2 separate regions of the Mus musculus genome follow, and region 2 is linked to region 1. Evidence: chromatin contacts called from public HiChIP or PLAC-seq data. All regions are on one chromosome and are shown on one strand. Each heading gives the region's core, a stretch centred on a gene start, on an enhancer-like site or on the middle of the called end of the contact. The rest is flanking DNA. Distances are from core to core; before and after follow the strand shown.

The links. HiChIP or PLAC-seq counts read pairs in DNA pulled down with a chosen protein or histone mark.
Region 2: a contact with region 1 is called in an H3K4me3 HiChIP or PLAC-seq map of craniofacial prominence, with 2.8 times the contacts expected there. The contact joins the enhancer-like site here to the promoter of Ptpn13 in region 1. A contact is called at or near these places in 14 of 39 promoter capture datasets (the 3T3-L1 cell line, 3T3-L1-derived adipocytes, the C10 cell line and 8 more), 9 of 115 datasets of contacts at active chromatin or transcription factors (craniofacial prominence, embryonic basal ganglia, embryonic hindbrain and 4 more) and 3 of 9 other capture datasets (adipose tissue, embryonic stem cells and liver).

The regions. Positions count from the first base shown.
Region 1 is chr5:103,422,257-103,428,174 of GRCm38.p6, forward strand. Ptpn13 (protein tyrosine phosphatase, non-receptor type 13) reads left to right here and starts at 2,936. Exons shown (of 48, transcript NM_011204.2): 1 at 2,936-3,280.
Region 2 is chr5:103,670,227-103,676,205 of GRCm38.p6, forward strand. No RefSeq gene overlaps it. Among named protein-coding and RNA genes, the nearest start is that of Gm25721, 15 kb to the left of the region's middle. Within about 2 kb of position 4,480, at least 9 of the 459 cell types and tissues checked have an H3K27ac peak or open chromatin away from gene starts, as enhancers often do. A contact at or near this core is called in craniofacial prominence and second pharyngeal arch cranial neural crest, where this site is marked.

The DNA.
Region 1 (5,918 bases), core at 1,686-4,185:
AATTCATTTCAACCTTAGAAAAGCAAAAGAAAGAGCGTGTGTGTGTGTGTGTGTGGGGGGGGGGGGGCAGTATTTAAAAGTGACCGATATTTAAATCACTCAGTCCTAACATTTTAGAGCACTAGAGACTGCCTGCCTTTGTGGATTTGTTGGAACATGTAGATGATTTCCGTAGAAGCAAAAGTTAATTGGGTGCAAAACATCATATGGGCCTTGGGTTGTTTATTACTAAGAGACCATGCTTGGGACACACAACGTTCAGAATAGTTCATGCAGCATGGAAAGACCACCCTATAGCAGACCCCAACACTACATTCCAAGTACACGTAACGATGGAAACAGAGAACTCCTTCCACATGGCTTTCCCTTGACGTCCATCCGTATGTGCACACACGCACAATGATAATAACAATAATGAGTAAGACGTTTTGAATGAAAAAATAAAAGTATAGTTAAAAAAAAAAGTCCACAAAAGTTTTAGAAGAAAACATGAGAGACTATTTTTGGTAACGGGAAGTAAAATAGCTAGTAAGCATATGAAAGGAACTAAGATCGCCCTGATTAACTTGCACTGTTACATTTAATTTCTCAGTCATGTTTCCTATCTAAGGGCACTATCAGTCTCACTGTTGCATGGTCAGATGGGAACATTCTTGCCTTGTCCCTGTCTGCAGTGGGAATAAATACAGTGTTTCATTATAATGCACATTGCTGGCTTTGTTGTAAAACAGCTATTTTAAAAAATTATCTTTTTCAAAGTAAACTTTTTATTAAGAGTACTGCTGGATATTACAAGAATTATCAGCATCACTTGTCACGTATACTATTGTCTCCTTTGACCTAGGAACATAGTCAATTATATAACTTTTTTCTATTACTGGACTCTTTCTATAGACATAAAATAATTCCTCTTAAATGTGTCATATCACTTGTAAGATGGTTCATGGTCCTGTTTATTAGTATTTTCTTTCTTTGTTTAAAAAACTACAAACTACAGTATGTTCAAACAGATTAGCTTGTAGGTTTCTCTTTTGTGTTTCTGGTTTTATTTTTAAGCGAGCCATTCAGCTTCTCCCAAACAGGGGATTACTATAGAAAGAAGCCCGAGGGCAGCCACCTGAAGTGGCTTCATGCAAAAGAAAAGAAATGGCTCACAACAGTATAGCTTATCTTTTTTTTTTTTTTTTTTTTTTTTTTTTTTTTTTTTTTTTTTTTTGGGGAAGTTTACAGCCACCATTCTCTCTGTACTGTTTCTACCTTCTTTCTGACAGATCACAAGCCATTGCAAGCTTTATGGATGGTTTCTTTCCTTCAAATAACTGTATCAATTTTCTTTCAGTGGCAAGCAGGCAAGTATTCCGTTTTTGTTCCTCTAAACAGGCCTCTCCCTATCTTACCTCCCTGATAAATGAGCCGGAACTTTCAAAACTGGGGGAAGGGCTACAAGTCTTCTCTGTCTCCACTCCCACAGGCCGGCCCTGCTCACTGTTGTTTTCTGACCTCCTGCTGCTCTCTAGTTTTCTGTGGTGGTTCCCCTTAGCTGCTCTCCCTCAATTTAGCTCCGTTCTTAAAGTCCAGATTAAGTTCCCCTCCTCCATTGGTATGCCTTTGCTGCTGTACTGGCTAAACCTTTTGGTCCCAGGTTTCAGATTGTTCCTGGAGGGCTAGCTTTCTCCCTCAGGCTCCATGTTTGACTCCTTGAGGACAGGGATTTGGGTTTCTGCTCTCGTTTTCCATGGAGTTAGAGAGATGCCATTCAGTGCGTACGTGCAAGGCATATTTGAAGACATCCATCACAGCTATTCATTTAGTAAATGAGATAATGAAAACTCAAATAGTAGCCAAAGGTAAATCATTAATTAATTCCCTCATTCATCACACCTGTACCAAAGCCTCAGGGGCTGGGGAACCTGGGATTGCAGCTTGCCCGGAGAAGCCAGACGAGCCTCTTCTCTCCATTTTGAGGAGATCCTTAAAGTAAATAAAGGTCCATATAGGATCTCAGACAAAATTAACCCTGTATGTGTTACTGAATGTATTAGTAACCTTATATAGCACCAAAGAGAACGATAGCAAAAAACCCTTTAAAACCCACATTACAAGATGCTATTCTGCTCGTGAATTCTGCAAGGTTTCCTTGCAAATAATTGAACTTAGAATGTTTTAGTTTGCAGGAAAGAAATCGCTACGAGGATACACCTTCGCCAAGCTGTTGTGTGTTTAAAGAAATGGTTTATCAATTAGGTGGTTTTACCGTAAAACTTTTAACGCTGGGGTTGCCAAGTTCACAAAATATCAGGGCAAAAATCTTGTTTCTCACGAAAACGCGAGTATTTGAGTTTTCCGGGGGGATCTTTGAGGCTGTGCTGTCGCAGCACACCTTTGAAAGTCTCTTCACAGCTGTGGGAACCCGGCGGAGCCGATTCACTGCCCACACCATTTCTCGGTTGCTGTGTAGCTGGGGGAGCTGGCAGGGCGACGTTCCCTCTCTCTCCACCTTCTTTCATTGCCTGGGTCGCCCGGAGAGAATCTGGGAGCAAGGCTGCGAGGAGGGGGAGGGGCCGGCAGCTTCGCGTCTGTCACTCTTCCTCGCGCGTTTCGGAAAGTTCTGGGTCTGAAGTTGGGGGAGCCCAAGAGGCTTCATCCCCAAGTCTGCACAGTGGAGAGTGCACACAGCAGAACCCTGCCCTGGCGCCCTCGACCCCAGCGCGGGGCCAAAAGAAGAGTGAGGAGCCCGACCCAAGGCACCGGTTGTCATGGCAACCGGGGCGCAGGTCTCCCCAGAGACTCGGTCCCAAGGGAGGAGGCGGGGTGGGGCTCCTGGCGGACCAATGGGGAGAAGCGGAGTGCAGGGTCCCGGACCTGCGGTCCTGTCCGCGCGCGGGCGGGGTTGACTGACAGGGCAAGGGGCGGGGCCGATGCGTCGGGCCGAGGAGGAGCTGCGCGCCGTGAGGAGCTGGGCCGGGCGCGCCGCGGCGAGGGTGACACACCATGGTCACAGTTCTCCGAGGTCTCCGCGCCGCTGCCGAGCAGCGCTCCCCGGCTCTCCCGTCCGCCTCAGCCTCCTGGACAGCGCCGCGCGCGGGCGGCCGTCGTTGAGGCGCTGCGAAGTCGCGGCGGGCGGGCGGGAGCTCGGCGGGGGTCGCCGCCCGGCGATGCTGCTTCTGTCGCCGCCGACCCTCTCTGCGCACGCCCGAAGCAGCTCGGGGAAGAAGAGGCGGCGGCTCTCGGTGCCCGCGCGCTGCGCTCCGGTCGCCGCACCGGGGCTCCCCACGCGCCGGTAAGAAGCACGCGTGGCCGGACCCGGGGGGTGGGATGTGCGGGCCTCTGGGACGTCTCTTCGGCTCCCCTCGGTTCGGATGGTGGCATCCCTGGTGCGCCGAGGGCGGGGAGCGCGAGCTGCTTGCAGTTTAATCCTGGCTGAGACCCCCGAGTGGGAGGGAGCGACGGGCTGTGGGCCACAGCGAGTGACGCTGCCCCGTGGAGCTGGTGCGGACAGCCTTGCGCCGAGCGCGCGGTGGGAAGGGCTCCCGGAGTCTGTTTCTAATTTCTGTAAATGATTGTGGACATGGTGTGGTTAGAAGCCGCCCAGAAGAATGTGTCTGTGTAAGGGCTCCGAGAAGGGGGTAGGGACGGGGACAGGCTCTAGTAAAGTTTGCTTCTCTCTGCTGCAGGCCAGCCTTTCTTTTCTCCACTTTGCTCGATAACGTGAGCGCCGAGAGCTGCAAAGTTAAAAGTTAAGCCAAAGTCAAGGAACTTTGGAAATTTAATTTCCTTCTGTTGTGTATTGGAGAAGCGAGGATGGGGAGACATGGGAGCGAGTCACAGAGTGCAGGTTTCTTTCCCTGTGTAAGATCGACACCTCCCCGTATTTGCGACTAATCTTTTAGACAACCTTCTGTCATTTTCGCTTAATTGCATCTTTGAAATAACAAACGCGGTGACTTCATAGGTAGCTGCCTGGAGCTGAGTTTACCTTTCCGAAAATGGGGCAATCGGGTTTGTTTTCTAGGCGGGACATACAGAAAATGTGGGACACCTGATATGTGGGTTGAAGGACGCTGCTAACTAATTAGGAAGATTTAAAAAGGTCTGTCTAGAGAGCTTATTAAAGGACGGGAAGAAAAAAAGTACCTGTATTATGAAACAGGCGTTGGTATTTTCCCAAGTTCTTGAACCGGGTTGGCAGGGTCGGGGTCAAAACCTGCTTCATTTTCATTGGCTGCCAGTAGTGGTGATGAGGTACAAGTTATTTTTCACTTGCATTTTTTTTTTTTACTAAGTTCATAAAGATAGTGGCTCAGTAAATTAATATATTAATAGATAAGTACCGTATCGTATCATCCAGTCCCACATGTGTTTTGCAGTGTTTTTGGAACATCATGTTCTAAATTTGATGGTCTCCAGGTTTCCAGGGAGTACCTGTGGGGAGAAGGGAGGCAGCTATTAGAATTTAAAGGTAGAAACTATTAAGGCTTCATTAAGAAAGGTACATTTTATGGTGTCTTTCACTTTCAACGTTAGAGAACCGTGACCCTTTTCTACCATTGGATTTATCTTTGGATTTACACTGTCCCACCAACACTTTTCTAGTGGCATCCAAGCCCCCTCCCCCGCCTTTTGAGGCTGATTATCAACATCCAAAAATAAACAGTTTTCATGATGCCTGTAAACACACACACACACACACACACACACACACAAACCAGGGTCAGTTTGAAGGGCAGATTTGAATACCACAATAGGGTGTCAAAAGTTGTAAAACTTGTTTTATCTTCTTTTTTGTTTGCTTTTAGAGATGACTCTTAAGTGCAGGATTTCACCAGGAGAATTGGCTAGCCATTTATTTTGGAGTGTTTAATAGGTGTACTTGGGGGAGGGAAAGCATGGGTGGGGCAGGCCCTTATGCAGGCTAGGTGAGTGCTCCCACCTCAGAGCTGCAAGGAGCTGCATACTCTGCCCCTATGTCTTTATCTCATTGAGCTTATCTTTTATTTAAGAGAAATGAGTCTAGCCATGTTTCACCTTTAACAGATAAAGAATGGGGCAGGTGAGCAGTGTTTCGGACTTCAATAGCTGACTGCTTTTACATCTTATCTTCTTGTATCTGGGGGAAACTTCAACATAGTTATCCTTTTTCCTTCCCCCATTTCTTTCTGCCGTTTAAAAAAAAAATTAAGATGTGAACCACTTTCATAGTGTATTCAAATATTTAATCATCTTTAAAATCGAAGTGAAACCCAACCATACAGCAAGCCAGTCCATTTGTCAGCTCTTATTTTGGAGAGTGTTTTGGGAAGTCAGTACCTCTCCTCAGAACAGTGAGCTGTTATCAGGCCTCTGATGGAACCCATGACTGCACTTGGGTTCCTGTCACTTTAAAAGGCCCGGGAAATGAGGAAAACTGCTGCAGCTTAGGGTAGAGAGCTCTTCAGTACTGGGAAAGGTGGAAAGGTGGAATATTTGCAACTCAGCTCCTGGTTCTCCCCACCCCATCCCTCCTCCCCTGCACGTTTTTCTCCATTTAAAACTTAAAGTGGCTTTTGCACACAGGAACTGTATTTCTAAAAGATAGTTTTCGCCGGGCGTGGTGGTGCACGCCTTTAATCCCATCACTCGGGAGGCAGAGGCAGGCGGATTTCTGAGTTCGAGGCCAGCCTGGTCGACAGAGTGAGTTCCAGGACAGCCAGGGCTATACAGAGAAACCCTGTCTCGAAAAACCAAACCAAAACAAAAAAGATAGTTTTCATCAGTAAGTGGATATCTGATTTTTTTTTAAAGATTTATTTATTTTTATGCATATGAGTACACAGTAGCTGTCTTCAGACACACTAGAAGAGTGTATCGGAAACCATTATAGATGGTTGTGAGCCACCATGTGGTTGCTGGGATTTGAACTCAGGACCTTCTGAAGAGCA
Region 2 (5,979 bases), core at 3,230-5,729, 250 kb after region 1:
AGACCAGGCTGGCCTCGAACTGAAACAGATCCACTTGCCTCTGCCTCCCAAGTGCTGGGGTTAAAGGTCTATGCCACAATACTCAGCAAAATTAAAAAATCTTGAAGAAATAAAATTATGGTCTCTAAGGAAAGGAAAATTGCTCTGGACAGGGACTGTCTTTTATATCATAGTCCTTAGGGGCTCTTTGTTTTACTGAGGGTAAAAAGGTTTCAGCTTAGTATGAAAAACAATTCATGACAAGACTTTAAAAAAAAACAACCATCGTCAAAGAGAAAGGAAGTGAGGCATGGTGTGTCTCGGGTAGAAACTTGCTAAGACCCATCCCAACTCATGGGGCCTAAAGCCAAGGCCACAGCAACACAGTCAAACGGTCATCCAGGGTACCAAAAGCCCTGGGTCTGAGCCATACTGCTGGAAGAAACACAGCCTAAACATCACTGTGTTCTTAGGGTCCAGAGGATGGGACATGGAGCCTCTGTTGGATAAGCAGACAGCATGCCATGGCAGGACACTGCCTGTAATCCAATCCCAGCAGGGGGGCGGGGGGGGGGGGTGCGGGCAGGAGAATCGGAAGTTCAGGATGATGTAAAGAGACTGTGTGGTGAGGGAGTGGCAAAATTAATTAATTAATTAATTAATTTTTTAAAAAGGCAGAAGGACCAGATAGGAAGTTTGAGGGATGGGGGAGTGGTGGAAGTTCATCAAGGTGGCACAGGCCTGGAGGTAGAAGCAAAGAGCCAGGAATTCAGTGACATCTGTGGCCACATACTAAGGTTGAGGACAGCCTGAGATCCACATGACTCTGTTTCAAAAAGCAATAAAAAGCTTCGCATAAAACAACCAAGTTATAATGAAAAGGAATCAGGGCAGAGATTGTGAAGCAGTGCAGCTTGGGAAATGAAGGTGACTGGATAGAGGTTTGGCTGGGTGAGGGGGCATCTTAGGAGTCCAGGTCCTGAGCAGTAGTGACCTCTCAGGAGCAACACCTTTGCACGGGAGCCTGGGAGTATCCAACATCCAGGTCACTCAGCTCAGGCTAAGCCTTATCAACAGCCAATTAATACAGAGGCTGCTCTCCCAGCTGGTGTAAGGGACAGAAAGCACTCACCCCACAGCACTGCACCAAGTCCTTGTCTCTCTGAGCTCAGACAAAGATTTTGTAGAGATTTTGGCTTTGTTTCTTTCTTTGACTGATCCTCCTGCCACAGCTTGCATCCCAGGAGTTCCAGCAACAATACCCAATGTTCCTAAATTGTCAGGCGCTTCACTCACTGTTGTTTTTTTTGTCCTAATATCCTTGTTCAGGGAGAAGCTAGGTCTCAGGAATGTTAAGGAAGCTGTCGGCTGCACTTAGCTAGAAACTCTGGGGAGCAGGAAATCCTCGTCGTCGCTGGGCCACTGCTATCCTTGGTGAACTCATGTGAAGCCTCCATCCCTTCTTCTGACAACAGGCCTCTCAGGGGCCAGTTCCTGCCTTCGACTATTTGTCCTATCACTCGCTCTTAGCAAGAATTTACAAGTTAAGATCTAGCACCAGGCCCAATGGCACACACTTGTATTCGCAGTGCAGGTGGAGGATCAGAAATTCAAGGTAAGAAGCTGGGAGAGTGTAAAGACCTAAGCTTGGATCCCCCACTCACCTATACATCCAGAAGTGACAGCACAAATCTGTAACCCAGGGCTGGAGCTTCAGAGGGAGGGACAGAGACATGACTGTCTCAGGACATTTGATCCCACTGTGAACCCCGAGATTGTGTCATTTATTGAAAAAAACTTGTTTCTAGTTGTGGTGTGGCTCTGCCCTTAGCACACACTTCTAATCCCTCTGACTGGAATACAGACACGCCCTTAGTACACACCTTTAACTCCAAACAATGAAGGTAAAGTTAGTTTGTAGAAGGGAACGACATGTTTGGAAGTGATGTCTAGTTGAGTGGCAAAGTGACAAATCAGAGAAAGATCTGGCAGAATAGGATCTGCCCAACTCTCAAAGAACAGAAGAAAGGGGAGCTACTGAAGAGATCAGTGCAGGCAGAGAAGAGAAAAAGAGAAAAGGGAAACGAGGCAGGGCAGTTTTTACCAGGAGAGTTATACAGAGACAGGTTGAAGAGAGAACAAGCTAGACACAGGTGAAGGCAGAGTGAGCCAGAGAATCAGAAGGGGCCAGAAGAACAGTTTGCCAAAGTTAGAATAAGATGAAGCATAGCAATTCAGAAGAGGCCTAGAGAAAGAAGCCAGATTGAATCAGTCAGCTTAGAGGAGTTTGAGCCAGAAGAGCTAAGTTGACCAGCCAGCCAGAGCTCAGAAAAAAAAAAAAAAAAAAAAAAAAAACTAGGAAGGGGTGAGGTTATTCAGCAGTAAGTCTCAGAGGCTGAAAACACTCTATGCCTAGTTAAGATTGATTGGAGGCTGGAAGCTTCCAGGACCAGCCCTAGATTAGCAGAGAGAGGCAGTAAGCCGAGGAGATAACAAATAAAACAGAAAAATAAAAGTTACTTTTACAACCATCCCTGGAGCTTCCTGGTCAACCAGTCTAGGCACTCAGGGAGCTCTGTATGCGACTTTAACCAAATAAATAAATAAATAAATAGATAAATAAATAAATAAATAAGGAAGGGAGTAAGTTATTCAGCTAGGGTGATGGTGGTACACACCTTTAGTCCCAGCACTTGGGAAGCAGAGGCAGGCAAGACACTGAGGTTGAGGCCAGCCTGGTCTACAGAGTGAGTTCCAGGACAGCCAGGGCTACAAATTGAAACCCTGTAGCCAATCTTTGCTACTTTGTAGGTTCTTCTTTTGTCCCACCCTTTAACCCCTCCCTTTCCCTCTCCTCCACGTCTTCCCTCTATTACTAGGTAGAAGAGGTAGAAGGATAGAGAAGAGAGAAACCCCTGAGTCTAATTTTTTTCCTTTAGTTTCTTGTTTGAGCAATGACTACTACCAAACCATGACCAACAACCACCGACCCTGCCTCTCAGGGCCCTTGCATTTATATACCTTCTGAAAAGTTCCCAGAACTCCAAATGTCATATGATCACAGAAACTATCTGCAGCTGGCAAAACCATGCCTCTGGTAGAGCATAAGGAAAATGATGGTCAGCTGCTGCAAAGCAGCCCCATATCCCCACACCTGGGATTAGAACAAAAACATGTTCTTATACTATGGGCTGGAAAGATGGTTCAGTGGTTAAGAGCACTGACTGCCCTTCCAGAGGTCCTGAGTTCAAATCGCAGTAACCACATGGTGGCTCACAACCATCTGTAATGGGATCTGATGCCCTCTTCTGGTGTGTCTGAAGACAGCTACAGTGTACTTACATATAATAAATAAATAAATCTTTACAGAAACCCAAATTCCAGAATTTTCACCTCAAAACAAACAATAAAATATTCAACTTCAGTCTTTGTCTCCTTATCTACAAATTTGTATATGCACGTGAATGCACACAAAAAAAAACCTCCATAATCTTGCACCACTATCCTAACCTCTCACCACATTGTCAGAGAGTGATTCAGCCTTCTTTTTGGGGGTCAAGGTCTCATGTAGGCCAGGCTGGCCTTGAGCTTGCTGTATAGCTGGTTGGTATTTCATCTGTGTCTGCTTTGTAAAAGAGCTGTTTGCTGCAGCTCTGGGTATGTTTGCAAACATGAACCAGGCAGCGGGAACGGGAGAGGCACCAGCACAAGGTGGGCAGCATGACCCACAACACAAACCCAAGGCTCCTTCCAGCTCAGTGGCCAGGCAGAGTCCATGCTGGCTTCTGAGGGAGTCCGAGGTCCTGGGAGGGAGTGGAGGAGGGAGGTTCCCTCTGCTTTCACCTGGACAATTTATTCCTTCTCTGGTCTGCCTTGTTTAACTTGCCTGGTACGATCTGAGACAGCAAGAAGTCTTTAATCTGTAATTTTCCTCAGTGTTTTGCTTTTCAGTTGGACTTTTCTGGGTTTAAGACATTCTTACCTGGCCCTGGTTTGAAAAATAGAACTTGAGCAAGGCACGGCGGCTCAGGTGTGACCTCAACACATGGGAGGTAGAAGCCTGGGACCAGCAGTTCAACACCACCGTGAGTTTGAAGGCAGCCTGGTCAACATACTGAAGTCCAGGCTAGCAAGGGCTAGTGGGACCCAGTATCAAAAATAAATGAATAGCCAGGCAGTGGTGGTGCATGCCTTTAATCCCAGCACTTAGGAGGCAGAGGCAGGTGGATTTCTGAGTTTGAGGCCAGCCTGGTCAACAGAGTGAGTTCCAGGATAGCGAGGGCTATATAGAGAAACCCTGTCTCAAAATAAAATAAAATAAAATAAAATAATGAATAAATAAACGGATGTCTGGGGTATATATTCCAGATGTAGATTCCAGATGTAGATCAACAGTAGGATTCACTTACCAGAATGCCCAGCCCCCAAACAGAACGGAGCTAAAGCTCCCTGTGGTGAGGGTGATTAACATCCATACTGAACTGAACGTTCAGACGCTTTCCCGTGCCTGTTGCTGATTGAAACCAGCCCTCAAATCATTTCCAAACCCCTGCAGTATATATTAGTCTTATAGTAACCTACAGACAACCTAAAGTATACAAGAGGATGTGTGTAAGGTGAATGCAAACACTAGACCATTTTATATATGATCTGAGTATCCATGGAGTCCCTTCTGGGGTGGGGCTCCTGAAACCAATCCTCAGGGTAGGGAGGTATGACTGTTTTGTGTTTTGTTGTTCACATTTATACATTTAAGTCATTCCGTGTGTCTAACGTTATACATGATGTTAGGGATGATGTTACTCATGATGTTTTACTATTTCCATATGGCTGCCAGCTCCCCATTTATCTAATATTCTTGTGCCAACGACATTCAATACTTATTTATTTGCAATGTAAGCCACTTTTTATTCCAGTTTCCAACATTGACTTAGCTATTTAGGGGCTTTCCCCTCCCGTGAAAATTTATCAACTTCCTTAAAATCTTATTTTATTTATTTATTTACTTATTTATTTTTGAGACAGGCTTTCTCTACATCAGCCTGACTGTCTTAGAACTCACAAGGTTGGCCTTGAACTCACAGAGGTCTTTACTATAGTTTTAAATATTTGTCCAAGGACCAAGGGGTGGTTCCATGGTTAAGAGAACTTGTTGCCTTTTCAGACGACCCCGGTTTGGTTCCCAGTACCACACATGGTGGCACACACCCTCTGGAACTCCAATTCCCAGGGATCTAATGACGTCTGACTTCTGCAGATACCAAGCTTACACATGGTGCATATACAGACATGCAGGCAAAACAGCATATGAAACATAACATTAAAAATGATTTTTAGGGGCTGGTGAGATGGCTCAGTGGGTAAGAGCACCCGACTGCTCTTCCGAAGGTCCGAAGTTCAAATCCCAGCAACCACATGGTGGCTCACAACCATCCGTAACGAGATCTGACGCCCTCTTCTGGAGTGTCTGAAGACAGCTACAGTGTACTTACATATAATAAATAAATAAATCTTTTTTTAAAAAAATGATTTTTAGGGCTGGGCTCAATGGTTAAGAACACCGACTACTCTTCCGAAGGTCCTGAGTTCAAATCCTAGCAACCACATGGTGGCTCACAACCATCCGTAATGAGATCTGACGCCCTCTTCTGGTTCATCTGAAGACAGCTACAGTGTACTTAGATATAATAATAAATAAATTTAAAAAATAATAATAATTTTTAAAGTGCTTGCTCAAAAATCTTGAGCAGGCAGGTTCAGATCCAGCACCCCGTAAGAAGCTGGGTGTCCAGCTCATGCCTGTCGCTTGGGCTCCAAGGAGGATAGAAACAGGAGGCTGCTGGCTGCCAGCCTAGCCAAGCAACAGGAGCCCCAATGAAGAAAGAGACTGCCTCAGATGGAGTAACAGGGAGGGAGTGATAGGGTCTAACCTCTGCTAGTGGATGGATCAAGTGTGTTCACACACTCACACACACATACATTTTTTAAGTGTATCTAACA